2 separate regions of the Mus musculus genome follow, and region 2 is linked to region 1. Evidence: chromatin contacts called from public Hi-C data. All regions are on one chromosome and are shown on one strand. The core of a region is the stretch at or near the end of the contact, and the rest is flanking DNA. Distances in the headings are between cores, read along the strand shown. Region 1 has its middle 14 kb from the start of Gm39911. Region 2 overlaps Meis2 (Meis homeobox 2).

Evidence for each region. A called contact is a pair of places that touch in the nucleus more often than the background predicts.
Region 2: a Hi-C map of uterus shows a contact between it and region 1, with 7 times the contacts expected there. The contact joins two enhancer-like sites. A contact is called at or near these places in 9 of 39 promoter capture datasets (3T3-L1-derived adipocytes, embryonic stem cells, liver and 3 more), 15 of 484 Hi-C or Micro-C datasets (LSK cells, Th1 cells, cardiomyocytes and 5 more), 9 of 115 datasets of contacts at active chromatin or transcription factors (bone marrow-derived macrophages, embryonic basal ganglia, embryonic hindbrain and 4 more) and 1 of 9 other capture datasets (embryonic stem cells).

The regions. Positions count from the first base shown.
Region 1 is chr2:115,562,426-115,566,919 of GRCm38.p6, forward strand. No RefSeq gene overlaps it. Among named protein-coding and RNA genes, the nearest start is that of Gm39911, 14 kb to the left of the region's middle. Within about 2 kb of position 1,411, at least 7 of the 459 cell types and tissues checked have an H3K27ac peak or open chromatin away from gene starts, as enhancers often do. A contact at or near this core is called in uterus, where this site is marked.
Region 2 is chr2:115,857,251-115,862,022 of GRCm38.p6, forward strand. It overlaps Meis2 (Meis homeobox 2), which reads right to left. Exons shown (of 12, transcript NM_001159568.1): 12 at 4,014-4,772. Among named protein-coding and RNA genes, the nearest start is that of Gm31590, 53 kb to the left of the region's middle. Within about 2 kb of position 3,076, at least 72 of the 459 cell types and tissues checked have an H3K27ac peak or open chromatin away from gene starts, as enhancers often do. A contact at or near this core is called in uterus, where this site is marked.

The sequences.
Region 1 (4,494 bases), core at 161-2,660:
TTGCCATCTTTATGTTCATTCTAAATTAAGAAGTCTGAAGCAGATCTTATCAAATCCGTGATATTGTTAAGAGCACTTCAAGGTCCTTTTAAAAACAAGAATTACTCACATCAACCTACTTTATTGCTTCATTTTCCTACTCCAAAGGACACCAAGTATACTAAAGCAATTTAACATGGCTGTAACCTACAATTTCAGCTTACCCCGAGGGGCCACTTCACCTCTTGTCTTCCTTTTCCAGACCAAATCAATAGAGGGGAGAATCAAGTCAAGACATATGTCATAACTGTATCAAAGGTCAATGAGGTTTAAACAAATTGGGCTCCACTCATAAATAATTGACTCACAATTTGTACTGAAGTACGGGGTGAAATGGTGTTCACCTGAAACATATTTAAGGTTTAATCAACCTATTGTTGACACCCTGAGAACTGTAACTAAACATGTGCTTGGGTATGAAAGTCATCTATCGACAGAGACGCTCATGGAGGTAATAATTCCATGGGGATCATGTATGGTCTTCTTTGTCTGTCACAAAAGAAGCTAAGGGAGGCTGTTAGTGTCCATATTCTTAACAGTGGACAGAATGACAGACTGTAAGCATTCCTGAAGGTCAGCCCTATCATGAAATTTGTACCTTTGTTGAGGTGAGGCATGAGTTTAAATTCCTGGTGCTATGAAGGTGAGGAGGAAAAGGCCACACTCCTCTGGATTAGGATCCCCGGCATCCAAGTGAGGAGCCTGCCTTCTGGTTCTTTGTTTAGCATCCAGGAGACTGTGAGTGTTGGGAAGGCTTTATAGAGACCGTCCAAGTCTTCAGTTACAGTTCTGGCAAGCTGAGCGTTATGCTCTGAGATGGACCATACCTGTACTCTCAGACCTTGTGGACATGAGGTAGAAAGACTGCACATTTGAAGCCAGCCTAGAATTCACAGTAAAGTCTAAGGCAGTCAGTTGGGCTATCTAGTAAGACCCTGCCACAGAAAACAAAACAAAACAAAACAAACAAAACAAAACAAAACAAAACAAAAGCAAAACAACCTCCACCAAGACCAAAGTCAAAATCTCTTTAGCAGAAACTGAGCACATGTGGAAACTTGAGTCATACTCTGGAGAAAAGACGCGGGTTGAAGCCATGGAACGAGGTGCTGATCAGACTCTCTATGCAAGATTCCCTTTCTGTCTTGTAAGGAAGGGAAGACATGAGCAGATGACTCAGCAGTGCTGCCTCTCTGCCCTCTTCTTGTCTTGAACAATAACCAGATGCCTGCTTCTGGGACAGCCATCTTACAACTGTGAATTAACAAGCAAGAAAATAAAAATCTAATGCACCAAGTATGGTAAAGAGAAAATCGGACTTGGGCCTTTTAAGAAGTCGTTAAACTGTCATCTATTTTCAGCCTCGTTATTTTGTGAAGTAATTAAACATCCCTACTGTGCAAGGCCAAAATCAGTCCTGATGGACACTGTGATGGATGCTAGTGTCCCTCCTTTCAAGGAATAAATTCCAGGAATTTATTATCCACTCAGGGAAACAACAAAAGGGCCCAAATAGCCCTTATGACTCACAGAAAAGTGTAGAAGCCATGAGAAAAGTATAAACAAAGCACTATAAAGATTTACAGGTGGGAATGACCTGGTCCAGATGGGGAAGATGGAATTGAAAATAAAGGAAAGGCAAGGAAAGGAGAACTAGCTGGGGCTTAGAGATATTTGCAGCTTTTTGTTGTTGTTGTTGTTAATTTTTATTTTTAAATTATGTATATACCTATCTTCTTTCTGTCTCTGTCTCTTTGTGTGTTTCTCTGTGGTGCCTCTCTATGTCCTCTCCTTTTCCTCTCTCTCTCTCTCTCTCTCTCTCTCTCTCTCTCTCTCTCTCTCCCTCTCTCTCTCTCTTTGTGTGTGTGTGCACTCACGCAGGTGCACAGTACCAGCAAAAGCCAAAAGAGGGCACCAGATGCCCTGGAACCAGAAATAGAGGCAGTTGTGAACTACCCACATGGATGCTAGGAACTGAACTCAGGTCTTCCAGTAGAGAATTTCATGCTGTTAACCATTGAGCCACCTGGCCAGCCCCAGAGCAGTACAATATTGAGCACGTGGTTGAACCTGGTAGATTTTTGCTCTTCTTGAAGACTTCAGTTATTGAAAGTTAAACTTTCATTAAGAACCTAGAGCAGGGGAAATTAAGAATTTAGTAACTATTTGTTTATTTTCAGGAAATTAGTGTCATACATCATAGCTTGTCTTAATGAGGGAAGCCACACTATCTTTTCAATCCATATTATGGTCCAACAGAATGGGGCTCCTTCCACTAGTCAGTCTAATTGTGTACTGCCTGCATAATAACTGTGATAAAGGAAAAAGAAAGTGGGGCTGGAGAGGCAGCCCTGTGGTTGAAAGTACTGGCTATTCTTGGAGAGAACCCAGATTTGAGTCTCAGCACCCACATAATGGTTCACAAACACAATGCCCTCTTTTGACATGCACTGGCACTTGGTGCACATCTGGTGCACAGACATCTGTGCAGAAAGACATATGAACTTTTTTTTTAAATTGAAATAGGAAGAAAGAAAGAAAGAAAGAAAGAAAGAAAGAAAGAAAGAAAGAAAGAAAGAAAGAAAGCAAGCAAGCTGTGGCATCAGTAGCCTCTCAGCCTGCTTATCTTTCTGGGCTCTATGAGTGTGGTTCTGCTCCTCGGTGAGGAATTAGAATCACATTCTAGGCAAAATGTTGCCATGTTTCACTCTATGGAATTATCACCTTTCATCCAACAAGTGTGTCTAATTTTCACACTGTTGATGAGAAAGCAATAAATTAAAGACATAAATCAGCTACAAGTTGAATAGAAGAAATCTACCCTTGAATAGATTTTTAAAAGCTCTTACCATTCCATTATGTTGCTTTTGGTTAAGGTCAAACCCATTCCTTTCTTGTGGGAAGCCACATGTGCCGTTGCAGAGTGGCACTGACTACTGCTGGCCACCACACATAAGTTTGGACAAACAACCAATGTGTACATATGCAGTAAAGTTTTTTGCAAAGACACTGCCTGGCTCGGGTATGATAATGAGGCTTTGAGAGTATAACCAATCAGATGTGAGACATGTAAATTAGGTATGATAATGAGGCTCTGTGAGGTATAGAGAGAGAGAGAGTAGCCAATCAGATGAGGAACATGCAAATGAGGCTTAGTGCATAACCAATCCGGGTGTGAGACATGCCTCTCCTAGGCCTATATAAGCAGCACCAGTTCCGGGCTCGGGGTCTCTTCGCCTCTGCAATCAAGCTCTCCCAATAAACGTGTGCAGAAGGTTCCTGTTGCAGCGTCGTTCTTGATGGTCGAGTTGGGCGCGCACAAGACTTTCTCTGTGGTCTACATGTGTAATATGGAAAAACTATGTCCTTTCTCACATCCATTCAAAGACCCCTAAGCACCAAAGTCATTTTTATCCATACTCAAAGTTAGGCCTCTGTAAATTTGAAGTTCACATCTCTCCTCTACATCAGTTTCCCCTCTTCAACAAAAGAAAATTTAAAAAATACTTTGAAATGAAACATGCTAAAATTTAGGAAACATAGGAAAAGCAGTGTTCAGAGAGAAATACATAACTGCAAACAGTGTTATCAAATAAGACCTTTTGTCAATGAGCTAACTTCCCAAGTCAAGAAATTAAGAGAGGACAGATAACCAGGACACAAGAAGGAGAAAAAGAATAAAAATATTAGAGTTGAGAATAAATAGAGAAGAGTGAAAAATAAATAAAAATAAAGTTCTTTAAGCATTCCAGAGGCAGAGGCAGGAGGATCTCTACAAATTCAAGGCTAGCTAAGTTGATATAGTGAGTTCCAGACCAGCGAAGGCTACAGTGAAATCTCTTATTCTCTCAACCGTCAAAGAAGTTATTTGAAAAGATTAAGAGAAATTGATGAACTTTTAGACTGAACAACAACAATAACAAAAAAAAAAAAGCCAGATAAGAATTAGATTGTTAAAAGCAGAAAAAAAAAAAAAAAACTTACTTCAGTAAGTAAGCACATTGAAATTACTAGCTGATCTATCTTCCAAGGTCTGATGTTTGATCAACTAAGTAGATACTATTAATTCACATTATGGTTAGAGATAGACACATGCAATGGAGAGGTTAAGTAATTTACCAAAATACCCACAGCTCTATACCTGAACAACCAGGACCTAAAATTCAGCTTCTATGGAACAGCATGGAAGCTGAGACCTCCTCTCTGCCCCTTATCCATTCTATGTCATGGCTTTTCTTTGATGTAGCCCAAATGCTTCAAAAGAGCCTATTTCTGCCCTTACCAAAAACAACAAAGATGATAAAACACTTCTCAAATCTTCTTTGAGTGCATCAGAAAAATAAATTGCACTTACATTATATATGTATGTGTGATATTAAATTTTCATCTTTCCCTCTGGCAACTGAAAAAAATATTTTATAAGATTTCACTACCATAAAAAGAGACTTAATTGGG
Region 2 (4,772 bases), core at 1,826-4,325, 300 kb after region 1:
CCCCTCCCCCTCCTTGTACCTCCTCCTTCCTACAAAGCAGAAACCTAGACTGAAAGCAGAAAAGTACAAATACATTAACAAAGCCTGACTCCCTTGATAAAAAAGGCCACGGTCTAGGCTTACAGTCAGGAGTCTACAGAAATGGGAATCTGTCCGGTGGGTCTGCAGACAATAGGACACATTGAGTATCCCCCACCTATATATAGGAGTCCATACAGTGTGTAGTTAGAGAAGAAAAGAAGACAGGTAGGTGAGAATAATTTTAAAGTGCACTGTGTGTGAGTGTGTGAGTGTGTGTGTGTGTGTGTGTGTGTGGCTTTTGTCTACCTCACTTCTTTTCTATTCAGCTTAAAACAGCAGCCTCATTATATGTAGGTGCCCCTTCCCATCATACTTACTTAAGCCCTCCGTTCACCACACACATAGCCCTTTGCCCAGTCTTCTCATTCCCAGCAAATTAACTGAGAGTGAATTGCAAAGGGAGCTTTCTGAGTGGATCCTCTGAGACGTTCAGGCCCTTCCCGGCACCTCTGAGGACGCACTTTTAAACTGTCTTTGGGTTAAAAAAAAAATGTAATTCTCGGGCATCCGATTCCCTTTTGTTACCTCTTTTTTTAAATTATAAAGAAGTCAGGAAGACTCACTGTCTGCCACTCCCTGCTCTCTGATTACAGCTCATCACAGCTCAATTTTCCTCTCTCTGCTTTTTAGAAAGTTTCTCTACCATGCTCTTCATCCCAGTCACTGGGCCTCGGGACTCTCATCTTTGGACTTCTTTGGGCACCTGATCACTAGACTTCAAGTTTGCAGGAGAGAGCAGTAGCAGAACTGGGTTATTAACACAACACATTTAATTCTCTCCAAGAACTTTTACCGGGAAGAGAACTTTTACTAGGAAGAGCCAGTGGAAGGAGAAACCATCTGTAAGCAGTGTGCCCCTGAGGGTGGCTAGCGAATTGGGACACAGAGGCTGGGGACATGTCAAATATGGCAGATTTTGTGAAAGGGTCTTTCTGAGGTACACTTTAAGGAAAAGGGGTTGGGGCACTGGGAAGAGTCTAGAATCTTTCCGAAATGCACCTCTTTTTCTGGTTGTCCCAGAGCAGATGGGAGTCTCTTGTGCTTGCCTCTGAGAAAGATTAAATGAACACTTCTGTCATTTGAGGGAGGTGGGACACAGAGAGGTGGAAATACTCCAGACAATGGCCTCTGGCCATGGAGGGCTCCCTCCCAGTGCCCGATCCCCTGCGGAACTCTGCTTACCTTTGTAGCTGGTATTTCATCAGAAACCAGTGGAAGGTTCCTGGCTAGACGAAAAAGACCCGGAGAATCAACGTCTCTTGGATCTACTCCGAGGCTAAGAAACATTACAATAAAATTTACAGCGCCTTTAACAACTCGCAAGTAAAGCATTAAAATTCTCTTTAATTGAGAAGATATTGATTTTCAAGTCTAGAAAAAGCGAAATCGTAATTTAGTGGCAAACTTTTAGGCGAGAATATAGCGAGTTATGTCGCCATATAATGGATCCACTCTTAATCCACACACAACGTCACATCTTTAATTGCCCTACTTTGTGAAGTGATAAAGACAAAAAGGTAACCCGATCAAGGCAAATGCTTTATTTAAAAAAGATCTAGAGAAAGGATCTAGAATAATTTTATTTTCCGTTTATGTATAAAAAGAATTGTCTATCTTCTTTTTTTTTTTTTTTTTTGAAGTAGGGGAGAAAGGTCCAATGGGGAGAAAAGAAATAAAAAGAACGGAAAACCACAGACCAGTCTAAAAGCCACTCACGGTAGCAAATCCGTTGATATTCTTTACCGAAGGAGGAACGAAGCCAACGCATTTAGAGCAAATGCATTCACAGGCAAAATTGCATCCTCTGTGAACGAAACAAACCTAGGTCTATTTTGTTACTTTATTCCCGGGTCTTGGGGAGGGGGCGGGGTGTACAGAATCCATTGGTGGATAGAGGAGGGGAAGAAAATCAGACTTTCTGTTATTTCTGTATCGGTTTTTGGTATTATAGAGGAGTGAAGAAGTTTTTGTGTGGTGGTTTTTCATTGATCAGTCACTCTGAGCTAATGTAATTATCCTCATCAATAGGACGCTGCAGAGAGAATCATTATGTGGGTGACATTGATAAATGACCGCCCAGGAACGGCCCTCTCTCGGGCAACCCCCACATCTGACCCTCCCACACACACAATGTAGTCATAGAAACACCTACAAGGACCTAGAGCGCCGCCCAGCCAGAGGCCGGAGAGGGAAGAAAAGCCTCGGGCGGCGAGGTGGGGGCAGGAGAGGGGGCTTGTCCAGATCCCAAACTGTTGCAAGACAAAACCAGCCAGCCCCATGCGGGACAGGCGGAGTGGCGGGAGGGGGGACTATCCCCACGGGGCCCCCCAGCTGCCCAAGCAGAGTTGCCTACAACAAAGTGCAAATCTGCCCTGCAGACCGGTCAGTCCATTCCTCCTCCACACCTTTCTCCCACGTGCGAACTCACTCCAGGCTACCAAGAGATGCTTGGCCAGGCACACCCTGAAGGAGGATTGGCAAAGGAGTTTAAGGGTCAGGCCATCAACTTGCAGACGGCGAATTCTCACGCGCAGCCCCCCTCCCCTGCGTTCAAAACACCTCAAACACACAACAAACAAAACCAAATACCACAAAGGCAGAGACTGGGCGACACCTCCCCTCTGGCGCTCCTGTGTTATTTCCTGAGTGACCCCTTCTTTTCTCTTCACCTCCTAACCCAGAGCCTCTGATTATGAGATAATGGATTTTGTGATTGTTCCTGTCAGGGGGAAAAAAATTCCCCCACCGAACCCCGCGTTTTTATCTTTCCACTGTTTTATTTAAGCCAATGGGAAAGTATTGAGAACGGTAATTGATTCATAATGATCCATAAATCGGTGTCGGAAAGTGGGGGTAGGGCGGTGGTGCGAAGAGAAGGGGGCGATGCTGTTTATTTATTTTATTTCTAAAGCCTCAGCTAAAGTAGCTTTGACACTGTTGGGGCTGGAGGGGAGGGGCCGCTGGGCTCTGCCGGATCATCCATCATTCCTGTCACCCAGAGTCTGCCCGGAGGAGCAGTAGACGCAATCTCCCTTCTGTCTCTACAGCGAAACTATTAATATTAAAACCTCCCTTCAAACACTGCCCCGACGGTCCCCATTCTCATCACGATTTGACCGCAGAGTCCAGCGCTGCACCTTTCTCCAGCCCCGCTGGGACTGCGGGGGGGCTCCCCACGCGCACGACGCCCGAAGTTGATCACTGAAAAAAAAAAAAACAAAAACAAAAACAAAAAAACCACCACGGTTGCTTGTCCCCCTCCATCCGTTTGCAGCAGGTTCGTCCATACAACAAACACACTCGCGACGGGGAGGCCGTCTGCACGCACGACCACAGGCATGATCCTCCTTGTTCTTGGCTTGTGCCACAACTCCCCTGTCCCTGGACCACAGGGTGACCGCTTAGTTCGGGCCACTCGGCCATTTAAACAGCTCGAAAGAGGACCTTCTGGCAAAGTGGAGACTTGTAGCAGAGGTCCAGGTTCCTTATCAAATTGCTGGCCTGCAAGACTAATGGAGAATTTGCGGAGGATCCCTTTGAAGGAAGGACCCTCCTTTTGACAGCTGCTAGAGATATTAGCCACATTTCCCTTCCCGGATCTGCTCCGGGTTAACAGGCCCGCGGGAGTGGGAGGGCCAGCCGGCGAGGAGGACCTTGATGGGCTGGACAGACCCATCTAGGGAGCTGGTGTGGGGGTTCGGGTGCTGACCCGAGGTTAGCGGGGGAGAGGGAGAACAGCGTGGAAGACACAGCCTCTTCTGGACTTTTCTTTCTCTTTTAAATGTGGCTTCTTGCTCAATTCCCAACCCTTAACAGATGGCGACTGCAGCTCTCTCTCGGAATTTCTTGAAGAAAGGGAAACCTTTGGAGTTTATTTCTGCTTTTGCTTTTCCATATAAATAAAAAAGTGTTTTTATATTACTCTTGTTTTGGAGAACATAAGCAATTTTATTCAGACTACAGTATTTCCTTTAACACTATATGGTTGTCAAAACACCATTCCCAGTTTCTTTGCGTTTGACAGCTGAGTCTTTCTTAAATATACCCAAATCGGAACTCTTTATACTAAATAGTAAACCCGAGATAGGAGCAAGCGCCTTCTGAGGTGGTATAAAAAGCACTATAAAAACTGGATAAATTCATCATCCCTCTGTCATAGAATGGGGTGGGGGTGGGGTAAGAAAATACATAGATATTACCACAATTATCACTCATCTCCAAATATCTAAGGTTAAAATTAGCATGATAGGATACAGATTGGCCAAGATACTAAGCTCACGATGAGTCTGTGAATTCAAACGAAGGCTCAACCACTCTGGCTGTACCCTTCCTGGAGTAATAACTCCATAAAATACTTTTTATAAACGTGAGCTTGTGACCAAGGAAACCCTTCAGCAATTACCTTATGGAGAGCAATGAGAGAAAAGCTGCCAATATAATTTTTCCCCTTTCAACTGATATGAGAGTAAGTTTATAAATGAGGAACTTGTCAGAGTTTACATCAGAGCATTTAAAGCAAACATATGCAAATATTTAAATTTTACAGAAAGATTCCATGTAGCATGGAACAGGGATAATGAGAGGGAGGGAGGCTCTATGTATTTTACAAGATCAGTGTGTTTGTGTCAAACACTGCTATTTCTAGGTTTAAAGAGCAGTGCACTAATTAAAGTGATAAATGCACTTATAAA